Regions from separate parts of the Sus scrofa genome. Here region 1 is linked to region 2. A link is a contact called in public HiChIP or PLAC-seq data. All regions are on one chromosome and are shown on one strand. The core of a region is the stretch at or near the end of the contact, and the rest is flanking DNA. Distances in the headings are between cores, read along the strand shown. Region 1 overlaps GPD2 (glycerol-3-phosphate dehydrogenase, mitochondrial). Region 2 holds the start of NR4A2 (nuclear receptor subfamily 4 group A member 2).

Region 1 (6,229 bases), core at 3,241-5,740, 210 kb before region 2:
ATTATTTTTGTCACAAAAATAATGTGGATTAAAAAAAAAAGAAAAAAAAAAAAAAAAAACAGCAAAGCAAAGAACTTGAAAATCACTGACTAGGTCCCAAAGAGTAAACAAAAGAAACAAATGTTAGCAACCCTCAGCTGGGGCAATCTGGAATAATTACAAAGAACAAAAACAAAGCAGAAACAAAAACAAATGGAAAGATTTATGACTCATTACATTTTCTCCTAGACTCCTATAATATATCTTGCTATCTCTTCTCACGGAAGACAAAACTACTTATGAGAAGCAGAGGGCAGATTAGATTTCAGATCCCCTTCACCCCTTGGTTGTATGTTCTTGTACAGTAACCCTCCCTGTACATTTATACACAGAAGACTTTAAAAAGTATTTAAATACTTATCTAGCAGACTCTTGTGGAAAGATTCACAAAAAGACTCTTTGAAATTTCTTGAATGTTGGACTACTAAAAAAACAAGCAAGCAAACAAAAAACCAAAACAAACAAACAAACAAACAAACAAAAATTCCTAAGTATAGGGAAAGATCCTAAAATCCTAAAACAAGTTATACTGGATGAAAATCTCTCCATCTTGATCTCAAATGAAAAACAGATTTCTGTAAAGAGAAAGTCAACTAAGGTAATCTGACAATCTGACATATTTTAGCATAGTTCCTTAAAGGCCACACTCTTAACATGACTATAATCTGAAAGAAGAGGTACCCCCACACTTTTATGGGGTTTTTAATCAAACCAATATCCAAACACGGCATCTGAAACAAAGGAAGAATAAACCTCATAAACTGGTGAGGAAAGCCCAAGCCTCCCAGTCTCGCTTAGTGGAGACCACGAGGCTGTCTTAATGCTGGGATTCCAGCCCTAGACCTTCCCTCTGGCGGGAGCATCCTCTTCAATAGATTTAATCCTGGTGGCTTCCATGGAATGGGGGTGAATTCTTGCTCCACACAATTCCACAAAAGTCTTGTAAAACCTCAACACAAATCATGCAATATTTTAATCTTTACAAAAAGCTTAACTAGGAAATTACCACTATTTTCCATTAGAGTTCAAATTGCCCTCTGAGTCAAAAATAAAACTTAGCTGACCACTTAGAACGTCACTGTGGTCACTGCAGAGTCTGTAGTGTCTCTGAAATTCCTTAGATGGCCACGCTGATCAGGAATTTGGTTTCCATTCTTACAGCCTCCTGACTGATTTTAAAATTATCTGATGGAAAGTTAGACTTTCTAGAGTAAATTTAAAGCACATACAAATAATCTGTGTGGCAAATGCTTTACCTTTTCTGGTATAACAGGCAGAAAAATACATCCATGAAAGCCTATTGTCTGAAACAAAAAGACCAAACTAAAACATTTGAGTTTTTCATTCATGGAGGAAAACTAAATAAAACATTATGTATATGGAGACCATTTCTAGTTCTTACTCTTGCAACTGATGCTCAAAAAAATGAAAAGAAAATACTGCTAGGGAAGAGTTCATAATGTGTCAGGAAGCTTCATTTATTTTAATGTATATCTTAGCATTCAGCTTTTTAGCCTGAGAATTATGAGATGAACGTTGGGATTATATTTATTTTAAAAGATACATTTAAGGATAATCAAATTTTAAGTCACATTTAACTATAAATCAGGCTTTAGGCCTGCAGCATATTTATATTATTAGACCAGAGTGTGGTTGGATTGTGTTATCTATCATCTATCAGTTTTCTCCCAACCTTGAGATCTAATGATTTTTATTATTCAAAATGCCACAAATTGCTGCTAAAAAATAAAGCAGTTGTAACTCTCTACCATCCAAATTAAGAACTAACAGTCCAGGCTATGGGTATAATCTAGGCCCACAGGGCACAGCATAGCTAAACACATGAGACATGAATTCTCACCTCTTGTAGAAGAGATGGCAAGGAACCTAACAGGTTTCTCTCATTACTTATTCACCCACAGTGGAAACCCTTGTGCACTGTTAAACAGACTCTAATTAAAGTTCTCTTTAGAAAGAGAGTCAAAAGCAGTGGACAGACAGCAGAGAGAAACTTCCAATATTGCCAGGAACTGCCATGCCACATTGTCACCATGGAAGAAAACCATAAGATAGATACAGCCAACCAGGCGGGTGGTGGAGTGAAGAGAAATAAGGGCTATGGGCCTTAGCCACTGCTCAGTCACTAAATTAATCAACTCATGAGCCTTCTTGTACCTGGAGATCTTTTACAACATACCACATTCCTTCCTTTTACAATAACAACAACAAAAAACCCCCACCAACTCAATGACTCTAATAAATTTCCTTCTCTAAGCGTCTATAGAAGTAACTCTAGCGCCTGTAGAGCAGCACCATTCCATATACCTTTTTGCAGTGATGGACATGTTCTGTCCCTTCACTGTCCAATGCACTAGCCACTAGCTGCAGGAGGTTGTTAAGCACTTGAAATGTGGTTCGCGTGACTGAGAAACTCACTTTCAAATTTTATTTACTTTTAACTTTTTTTTTTTTTTTTTTTGCTTTGCTTTTAAGGGCTACACCAGTGGCATATGGAAGTTCCCAGGCTAGGAGTCCAATTGGAATTGCAGTCAATGGCCTATACCACAGCCACAGCAATGTGAGATCTGAGCCACATCTGCAATCTACACCATAGCTCACAACAACGCTGGATCCTTAACCCAATGAGTGAGGCCAGAGATCGAACCTGCATCCTCATGGATACTAGTCGGATTATTTCTACTGTGTTACCACAGGAACTCCCAATATAAATTTAAATAGCCACATGATATACACACATACAGGCTATGACATTGCATAAGGCAGCTCTAGAGTAAAACTGCCAAGTAGAAAATCTGACTTGTCCTGGTAGGTCATCAAGTTGGGTTACCTGCACCCTGACCACCTTGCCCACGTCTCTGATGGAGCATCTTTTCAGTGAAATTTGATGGTACTTTCTTTGTTCATAACTATGTAATCTGCTATAATAGTATGCTTCCCTTCCCCAAACACTTGACTGTCATAACATGTTCCATATTTATCATTTGAAAGTAGCCTCCTCTCCTACTAATATCATGAGTCCAAAGAAATGAGAATATTTTTACCAAATTAAGTACTCCTATCCTCAAGTTCCTACCTAGAAATTGGTTCTATCATTCAGGTTGTAGCCACGAGTGGATAATGAACATCACCTACTTTAACTAACTCTCCATGGTATAATATGTGAAGAAAATACCTCAACTTGAGGCCTTTCTGCTTCAGAGCTCAAAGATTCATCTTGATTTTTCTGGTCCTCACACTGTCAGGATAGCCAAACAAGATTCCATTACTGTTGAATCTTCCTCACCATGCTGAAAGTCTTCAGCAATGTTAATTCTAATATTTCTCAATACCTCAAATACTCCATCAAGGAGGGGGTCGTTTATAGTGATCAAAAATATTAAGTGGCATATTAAACTTCTCTGAACTTTTTATATCAAACAAGAGCTGACATTACAAAGTCAAAAGCAGGAGTTCCCGTCACGGCTCAATGGGTTAAGGATCTGCCGTTGCCATGAGCTAAGCTATCGGTGGCAGATGTGGCTCAGATCTGGCATTGCTGTGTCTGTGGTGTGGTCCCCCCAAAATCAAAAGCAATAATAGTTTGGCCTCTGACTTTAGGTTTCTAATGACCATATATTTAAACAAATGGACAATGCAACTGTTGAAGGTGACAACAATTCTCATCACTTAATAGAGAGGCTCACCCAGATAGCATCCAGTTGATTTTTCAAGTGCCAGTTGTCAAAAAAACCATGAGTACCTCCAGAGTGTATTAAAGTTCTTCTTAGTATTTTCAGAAGGATAGTGAAGAAACACAATAGTCCTTCTATCATCATGTTTAAGAATTTATTTTTATTATAACCCTGATAAATAACTCATTCAAGTTTTAGTATATATAATATATAAGGAATAAAATATAAATAGTAAAGTTCAAGATCAATTTTTCACAGATTGTTGAAAAGACTAAATGTGGTATAACTGTTTCAAATTATAATTAATATTTTTTTGTTCTTAAAAACTTGGCAAGGTGAGTGTTGATTTTAAGAGTTAATAGGAAATGCAGCCCACAGGAAGTAACAATTAGGGGCCAAACGTGCGGTTTTGCTTCACATCAGTTATTCAGCCATACGTTTTGGGGTGTTCTTTCTCATGTTTGCCACTTTCAAAAAATCAATAAAAAGCATGTGAAAATATCTAAATGAACACAGGGGAAAACAGTGTCAGAAATCAATACTTCACTACCAGCATGTTTAACCTGTGGAAATGAAGTGTTAATCACAGAAATAAGATACCATATTACATTTATAAACTAATGAAACTAGAAAAAGCAAAGCGCGTGACACTATAATTAAACAGCTGGAAGACATCCAAGCCTGTGTAAGTTGATAACCCTGGTACAATCTCTGGCAGTGAAAAGGCAGGTCTGCAGTGAGTTGATATGGCCAGCTCAGTTGTTAATTGAATAACAGGCAATCTATAAACACTACTAATTGCATATGTGAAAACCTGTGTACAACTAGAGAAGCTGCCTAGAGAAGCACTCCAGAAAAACTACATGGATAAAGCACTCCACAAATCTTCTGTCTCCCTCAATCCCTTTAAGTCACAGCTTAGTTTCGCCACTGCATCCTTCTGATTAACCTCTACACAGCAGACTTAATGATACATTTTCCAAAAGATCATTTTTCTTCCTAACCCAATACACCCTGCACAACTATCAATTACCCATTTCAGAAAAGAACAAACAAGTAATCTAGAAAATTCAGCCTGTGAATGGAAAGCTCTCTAAATCGTGAAAGAAGACATGGTCTTATTCCCAACAGGCAAAATGCTTTTCAGAATTGTTCTGACGCATTTTGCAGAAGTGTGGCAGCTGCTGCGAACAGCATGGAGTGTTAAGATTTGACACTTTTTTTTTTTCTTCTTAAGGATATAGCCATTTGGGGAGGCTCAGAAACTGTTGTCAGAATTTTACTTATTCATCCATTTAATAAATCCTTCTTTAAATGATGATTTCAACCCTTGTGAATACAAAACATTTCAATAGTATTGCTCTAGGATCTACACAAAGTTTTTCTTTTTAAAATCTGTAGAAGACACTACTTGGCCCAAGGGATTAGTTATGAAAAATGAAACCTCCTCTACTTTAACATTCAAATCCAAATAAGGCCAGTTGAGAGCTATCATTCTGAAGGTGTCAAGCAGCTTCCATGAAATGAATTGAGAGACTTAGTCCAATCCCCTAGTGGATATAATATCACATCATGCAATAAACTCAATTATCAGTTGGAACACTGCACAGTGTTTAGAAGCAAAAGTATTTTTAGAGCTCAACTGAAATGTACTCAACATCATCGCTCCAACACAAATGAGCTATGGGCAAAAAAACAGTCATTGAGCCTCAGTATCTTTATCTATAAAATGGGAATTAAAAAATAAACAGAATAAGGTTGTTAGGAGGAATCGAAGAGATAATACAAGCAATATGCTTAGCAGAGTGTCTAGCATAAAAAGTGCTCAGTAAGTTGATTTTAAAAAAATAAAGCATGTATTACATGCTGCAGACAAATGGAAAGATTAAAATATGTATAGCAACAGCACAAAGTCAAAAATCTACCAGTATAGAAGGGAATATCGGGTTTCACTTGGAAAAATGGGAATTTGAGTTTTTCACTTTAGATATAGACACACTTTCACTAATTAGCACTCTACCAAGACTGAGGGTAATTCCTCATCTACTCTGAGGCCTTTGGTCCAATAGTAGTAGGAATGAAATCATAAAGGATCACTGCTGATTGTTTTTAAAAGGATAATCTAAGTTGGAAAAGTATGATAGATGGTGAGCTCAGGGGATAAATGAAGTACATAAAAGAGCTGTCACCTCTGCTTTTACCCTGGATATTTTGCTATCTGAAGAATTCTTAATTTCAAAACTCCCAAGACCACCAGAGGAAAGGACTGAGTTACAGTGTTCAGATATTAATTCTAATCTACTTTTACCAAAACTCAAAATTGACAAAAACTTTTTGTTAGTTTCACCAATTAACCTGACTACTAAAAGGTATGTTAACTGAAAAGACCTCTATAGACCAAGCAGATCCCAACAGGTATTGCTAAGTCTTCCATTTATTAATATGCAGAATAAAAGTGGGAGGTACAGGCTCTATCTCTGTTCCAGCCCAAGGTGCAT
Region 2 (6,885 bases), core at 3,884-6,383:
CTGGGGTTTGGCCTAAGTAGTAAATAGCTAGTGAGAGAGAGAGAGAGAGAGAGAGAGAGAGAGAGAGAGAGTGAGAGTGTGTGTGTGTGTGTGTGTGTGTGTGTGTGTGTGTGTGTGAGATGTATTTTCTTGAACGTTGTGGAGTCAGGCCCCCTACTGACAGTATCAGTCAACTACAGACATTGGCCTTTCTACTGATGAGGACATAGGATTCTGGAGTTTTGAGTGTGGTCATTCTTTATACTCTAATGTCTGCTGGATCACTTCTACCCCGACGAAATCTGAGCCTTACCAAAAATACCAACCAAGACTCAGCTTACCCAATAATTGGTTTGAGGATCAGTCTTGCATCCAGTGTGTCTTCCTAAGACACACTTCCTAGGAACTAGAATAGGAATTCGATGAGAAGACAACTCATTCGGATTGCTGACTAGAAGGTTAAAAACAAAACAAAACAAAAAAAACCCTTTTTTTCCTCGGGTAAATGTTATATTTATTCAATCCATTCCCAGTTACTAACAATTATTAATAAGCTGCTATGAAAACTGCACCTTAATCTTGTGTACTGAGACTTGGTCAAAAGCTCTGTTACCTAGAAGCCAGAGTCGACAGGTTGCTGTTATAGAATAACGCATCACATGACAATGTTTGTCTTCCTTGGAGCTCAGTTTAAGAAGTCCAGCACACTTTTCCACTTACTGAGAGAGAATTTTCAAATTGTCCGCAGACGCAACCCAGGCTAAAGCCAAATGTTTTTTTTTGTTTGTTTGTTTGTTTTTCTTTCTTCTTTTTTTTTTTTAATGGCTTAAGGGAGGAGGAGAGTGTGGAGGGAACGTACCTACTTAGATCTGCGTATGTGTGTTTGGAGAGTGATGGTTACAACCTTAAAGTTCTCCCGGCCCCCGCCTTCCTAGGAATATATTAAAAAATAATAACTGCCACCCCAGCATGGCTGCGCTTGAGTTTCCGACTGCCTGAAAATAGCTGCTGGGAACCTGGCCCACCGCTGGGATCAAGGAAAGCTCCCCCAGGCCGCGCCCTGCTCCATCGCGGAAGGGGAAGGGAACCCGGGAGGGCGCCACCGAGCTAGAGCTGCTGCTATTTTGGGCCCAGCCCGGCGGGTGCGTCAATGCCTGCGCCCCTGCGTCACCGCCACCCCCACCCCTTTCCTTCTCCCCTGCTCTCCAAACTCTCACTTTTTCCCTTTCGTTCGCGTGGAATCGCTTCTGCCCACAGGGCGCTGACGCTACTCAGCTCATGCTAATAAGCTATTCTTCGCCCTCCTCCCCTCACCCCGCTACTCACACGCCCAACACACTCTCTCTCTCACTTCCTGGTTTAATTTTTTTCTCGCTCTCGCTAGGGCATAACTGAGCTGCTGCGGCTGCGGCAGCAATCGCAACATCTGGGGGAAACTTAAGGTGGTCACGTAGGTTTTCCGAGGCTGCGGCACAGAAGAGCCTGCGGCTTCTCGGGGCAGCCGCGGGGCATCTGATGGCAACGCCCCTCCGGCCTCCCCAGAGCAGAAGGCGAAGGGAGCAGGCAAAGGCGGGTGTGCAGATTAGAGCTGAGCGGCTCAGGAACCCGGAGAGTTCCAAGGCGCTTTCGGCTGGCCAGTACTGGGAACACCAGGGTGGGGGCGGGGGGCAAAGGGGCCCCAGCAGACTGGAAGCTAGCCACGCCGAGCGGGGAGGGGCGGTTGGAAGTCTCCAGGGGCCAAAAGGGGGCGCTTCCGAACCCTCCCTGCCCCGGTGCCTCCCCCAGTCTCTCCAGAGAAGCTCCGAGGCCCGCCCAGCTCCGGCCCAGAGACAGGAAGGGGGTTCGCTCCCGGGAGAAGCGGGGTTTCTTTGCTAGAAAGCTTCTTGTGCCCTCAGCGTGGAGGGTGGATTGATTTCCCAAGCTGAATCTGCGGTGCCTGGGGCAGCCGCGGGGGTGCGGCGAGCTCCTCACACTCGCCGGGCCCCTCTCCTGGGAGGGCTGGATTCAGAGTACGAACGCTTTGCTGAGATGAAGCCCTCACATCCCCACGTTTAGTCTTTACCTCTTGGCTCTCAGATTGAGACTGCGAAAGCCCTTGTGCTGCAGAGGAGGGTCGATTTATTTCCCTAAAACTTGTGGAATGGTATGAGTTGATAGGCACCCAGGAGTATCAGAGTATGAGAGTTGGTAAAAGGTGAGACTGGAGCACCTTTCTGCAGAAGGCACACCTGTTGCCCGCGGCTCAGCTGCATTATCTGCAAGAGGAAAGTGGGCGACGCCTAACTTTGACTTTTGGGGTCCCCGTAGGGCTAGTTCACTGTCTACCCCCAGCTCTCCTCTCCTCTCCCCAGGCACTCTGTCCTCCCTCGCACGTGAGCACTTCAGGGAAAGAAGGGAACACAGAAAATGGGTCCTACTCACTCTTCTCCACTTTGGGGTGTGTGTGTGCGTGTATGAGAGAGGGAGAGAGAGAATATGGGAGGGAGGGAGAGACGGAGGGAGGGGGAGAACACACACACACACACACACACACACACACACACACACACACACACCAGAGGAGTAAGGCCAGGGACAGGAAAAAGAGAAAAGGAGGATGCACTGGGCTAGGGAAATCCCATCCCAAGTGCCTCAGCCCTCTGAACATCTCTTGTCATGGGACATCTGTATTCGCTTCCGTTAACAATTGTGACAATTGTGGGTGGGTGAGGTTACGGCGCCGCCAGGCACACCCCATCTCGTGCGATTCCAGGTGCGGGCTACCTGGCCCATGTCTGGGTTCCCTTCCGCCCAGGCTTTTGTTGCACCCTCCCCCACGTGTGAGCGGCCGAGCAGCAGCAGTGGCGCGGGGGTTGAGGGGGGGAGGTGAGGTGAGATGTCGAGGCGCTGCGGGCTGCGCTGACTTGAGTGGAGAGGTCACACCTCTTTCGGAAAAAGAAAAAAAAAAAAAAAAAAAAAAACCTAGCTGGCTACCAAGGTGAACCCTGAACGGTTCCCACCTTAAAATCTGCCCTGCTCGTGACGTCAGGTCGGAAATATACCAAAGCGAGCGCCGGCCAGGAGTCTGGGGAGCGCGGCGGCGCGGCGATTGGGCGGCGGGCCGCTGACGCGCGCTGACGCGCGGAGACTTTAGGTGAATGTTGGCAGCGGCAGCGCGAGCCACATAAACAAAGGCACATTGGCGGCCAGGGCCAGTCCGCCCGGTGGCTCGCGCTCTGCTCCGCGGTCCCGTTCGCCTGCCCAGCCGGCCGCTTTCCCCTGCTCCCTCCCTGCTCTCGGCGTCGCAGCTCCCATCGCCCCTATCGCCCACCCCTCCCTGACCCTGACGCCCCGACTTCAGAGGGAACTACACTTCGGCTGAGTTGAATGAATGAAGAGAGACGCGGGGAACTCCTAAGTGAGTAGGTGCAGCCCATACGGCTGGCGTTCTTTAGCCTTCCTTCTCCTTTTGCGTGTCTCTTCCATCCGTTTGTATGGCGCAGGTTCTCTTGGAAGTGGGCGCTAGAAGCGCGGAACGCGAGTGGGGCCGGAGCGCTGGGAGTAGGTGTGCGCAGCTACAGAGGACATTTGTCGGAACTCAGCTTTGCCACTCAGCAGAGGCTTCCAGGCTCCTCATTGGTGGAAGTGGAAGGGAGGCTTGCATAGTTTGGGGAGTTGCGGACTTGCCGCGGAAATGTGCATAAAGTTTGCTCTTAGTGCAGATTTGATTATGGTCTTTGAACACGTAGACTCCAAGTTCTGTGTTTACGGGAGGCCTGGACGCTGCATACAAAGTAACAGGGAGTAAGTTCTTCAGTTTATGTGTTGCTTGGGAACTGTGTCACCGCGGCTGGCCAGCGTGCCCAGGTTTCCTGGGTATTATTGGGTAATGGGGGGGCAGTTGGTAGAGTGACCTGTTACTAAGTTGCTTGAAATTTCTGGTTTTAATCTATGCTGCGCTTGCGTATGGTATGTGAATTTGTCAGAGACAGAGACAGACAGAATATTTAAAGAGTACAGCTCTGAAGCTGCGAAGTTACCAGAGGGTTAATATTCCAGCCAGTCATATCTGTCAAGTGCTATGAGGGTCAAGAGTCTCCTTTCTTTCTACTTTTTCTGATTATCCTCCCTCCCCCATGAAGCAAGATTATGAAGGGATGTGAGCAAGGAGAACAGAAGGATTGGGTGTTTGGCTTTCTTTTTTATTAGTAATAAAATTATCTATGCTCTAGAATGCCTTCTAAGTGGGAACGTCTGAAAATTACTAGAACACAAGAATGCCTTGTTCCAGCAAGACTGTGGAAGGCTGGATAGGGAAGGTGCTCAGCTTGCTATGTGGAGAGGTACTTCTAACACTGGTGCCAATTTTGGATAAGTAGTTATTTCTCTCTCTCTACAACTGACCTAAGATGCTCCTGGAAAAATAGGGCCCCTTCTTTCCATTCCTTGGCAGTTTAAGATGAAAGACCAACTTCCTGGAAAAGTGAGTGCCAATTCACCTGTATCCCCAAACCTAGTACTCTGTCAAAAGCTCTTAGGAAATCCAGATGTTTCCATTCAGATTGCCTTCAGGGCTACCCAGGCCTTGCTAACATTTTGTAACTCCTAGGGGTGGAGGGAGAGATTGTTTTCACATTTTATATTCTTGACTTCTACTTTCTCCCCCCGCCTTAAAAAAGAAGCCAATTTCACCCATGGGGGGGGGGGTTAAGAGAAGGTTCCAATGGTATACTTTAATTAAACCCTAGTTTCTTCTTAGTTCCGAATTAAACTAAAATGGAAATGACACTCCCTTCCCACCCCCCCACCCTAGAAAAAGGGCCAATTTATTTCAACATAAGTATTAAATAAGCACATGGAATTCCTTTCCTCCTTCAGAACTCTCTCTCTCAGAAGGATTTGAGTCAATGGCTGAATTTTTCTGTTGTTTCCAGCCATCTCTTTTGCACATTCATATTAACTGCTAAGTTTGGTAAAGGCTACACACTGATTTCCAATTAAACAGTCAAGAAGGGCTTAGAAGGGCCTGCTTAGTGATACAGATGCCCAGCCAACAGCCAAATCTGTCAGGGAAAGTCACCCTGAGGCTTCCTGTGTCTTTATTTCAGGGAGGAGATCCAACAGGCTGGGCTCTCCACTGCTTTTCTAAAGATCTTGGAAACTTTGTCCTTCATTGAATTACGACACTGTCCACCTTTAATTTTCTCGAAAACGCCTGTAACTCGGCTGAAGGTTAGTGCAATATTATTTTTTCCCCCTTTCCTCCCCCGAGTTCCTTAAACGTCCAGAAACAGGGCAATGCGATCTTTCTCAGCAAACCCTGTAACTTAAGTTTTTTCCCAACCCATCGCCTTCAGGAACAAGTTTCTCATTGTGCAATTCAACTTGATTTCTAGATTGGGCTTGCTGAACTCGAGCTTCAGAGGAAAGGCTCCTTGGAGCAGGGTTGCTCGGAAGAAGGGGTGAAGGGGGAAGCGTTGGAAATATCTGGGAATGGAGACCCTAGTAGTTTTCTAATTCTAGCTTTTGACTGGATCAGCCTTTCCTTGCCCTGTACTGTTTTGCTCCGCAGTCTTCGCGCTCTCTGCCCTTCCTCTCGCGCCCCTACGCGCTCTCCGACCGCCGCGGGCTGCCGGTGTAGCTCCAGGTGTACCCGAGCCCGGGAGAAAGTGTTCAGTTGACCAGGCTGAGTGTATATTACCCTGTTTCATTTCCAGCCATGCCTTGTGTTCAGGCGCAGTATGGGTCCTCGCCTCAAGGAGCCAGCCCCGCTTCTCAGAGCTACAGTTACCACTCTTCGGGAGAATACAGCTCCGATTTCTTAACTCCAGAGTTTGTCAAGTTTAGCATGGACCTCACCAACACTGAAATCACTGCCACCACTTCTCTCCCCAGCTTCAGTACCTTTATGGACAACTACAGCACAGGCTACGACGTCAAGCCACCTTGCTTGTACCAAATGCCCCTGTCCGGACAGCAGTCCTCCATTAAGGTAGAAGACATTCAGATGCACAACTACCAGCAACACAGCCACCTGCCCCCCCAGTCCGAGGAGATGATGCCGCACTCCGGGTCGGTTTACTACAAGCCCTCCTCGCCCCCGACGCCCACCACCCCGGGCTTCCAGGTGCAGCACAGCCCCATGTGGGACGACCCAGGCTCGCTCCACAACTTCCACCAGAACTACGTGGCCACCACGCACATGATCGAGCAGAGGAAAACGCCGGTCTCCCGCCTCTCCCTCTTCTCCTTTAAGCAGTCGCCCCCCGGCACCCCCGTGTCTAGCTGCCAGATGCGCTTCGACGGGCCCCTGCACGTTCCCATGAACCCAGAGCCGGCGGGCAGCCACCACGTGGTGGACGGGCAGACGTTCGCTGTGCCCAACCCCATCCGAAAGCCCGCGTCCATGGGCTTCCCCGGCCTGCAGATCAGCCACGCGTCGCAGCTGCTCGACACGCAGGTGCCCTCGCCACCGTCGCGGGGCTCCCCCTCCAATGAGGGGCTGTGCGCCGTGTGCGGGGACAACGCGGCCTGCCAGCACTACGGCGTGCGCACCTGTGAGGGTTGCAAAGGGTTCTTTAAGGTGAGCCAGAACCGGGACTGAGGAGACAGGTAGGGGCCCCCTAGTGCCCAGAGCCTCAGAGAGTACTCTCCGCCGGGGTGCAGGCGTCTGGCCCCAGCTGATCTCTGACCTTCCGACTCCCGGGGTCCGTGGAGGCTGCCCTGCAGGCGACCCTGGGCTGCTGCGGGGGCTTCTGGGTGCCTGAGAAAGGGGACTGGGAAGACGGGAAGACCCGAGGTCTCATCCCCGGAAAGCAGCCGACCCAGCAGGCCCCCGCCCGAAGTTGCTGTAGCTGAGTTGGAAGAGGGTCATTTGCATGTGCTAGGAGCTGTCTTCTCTGTTCAGATTGAAATTGGTTAGGACAG

What was found. HiChIP or PLAC-seq counts read pairs in DNA pulled down with a chosen protein or histone mark.
Region 1: a contact with region 2 is called in an H3K27ac HiChIP or PLAC-seq map of skeletal muscle. The contact joins the enhancer-like site here to the promoter of NR4A2 in region 2. A contact is called at or near these places in 4 of 47 Hi-C or Micro-C datasets (embryonic fibroblasts, fetal heart ventricle, heart right ventricle and 1 more) and 2 of 2 datasets of contacts at active chromatin or transcription factors (alveolar macrophages and skeletal muscle).

The regions. Positions count from the first base shown.
Region 1 is chr15:63,703,677-63,709,905 of Sscrofa11.1, reverse strand. The region is part of intron 9 of GPD2 (glycerol-3-phosphate dehydrogenase, mitochondrial); the gene reads right to left. Among named protein-coding and RNA genes, the nearest start is that of GPD2, 110 kb to the right of the region's middle. Within about 2 kb of position 4,490, at least 7 of the 83 cell types and tissues checked have an H3K27ac peak or open chromatin away from gene starts, as enhancers often do. A contact at or near this core is called in skeletal muscle, where this site is marked.
Region 2 is chr15:63,491,551-63,498,435 of Sscrofa11.1, reverse strand. NR4A2 (nuclear receptor subfamily 4 group A member 2) reads left to right here and starts at 5,133. Exons shown (of 7, transcript NM_001190276.1): 1 at 5,133-5,190; 2 at 5,676-6,541. The coding sequence starts at 5,678.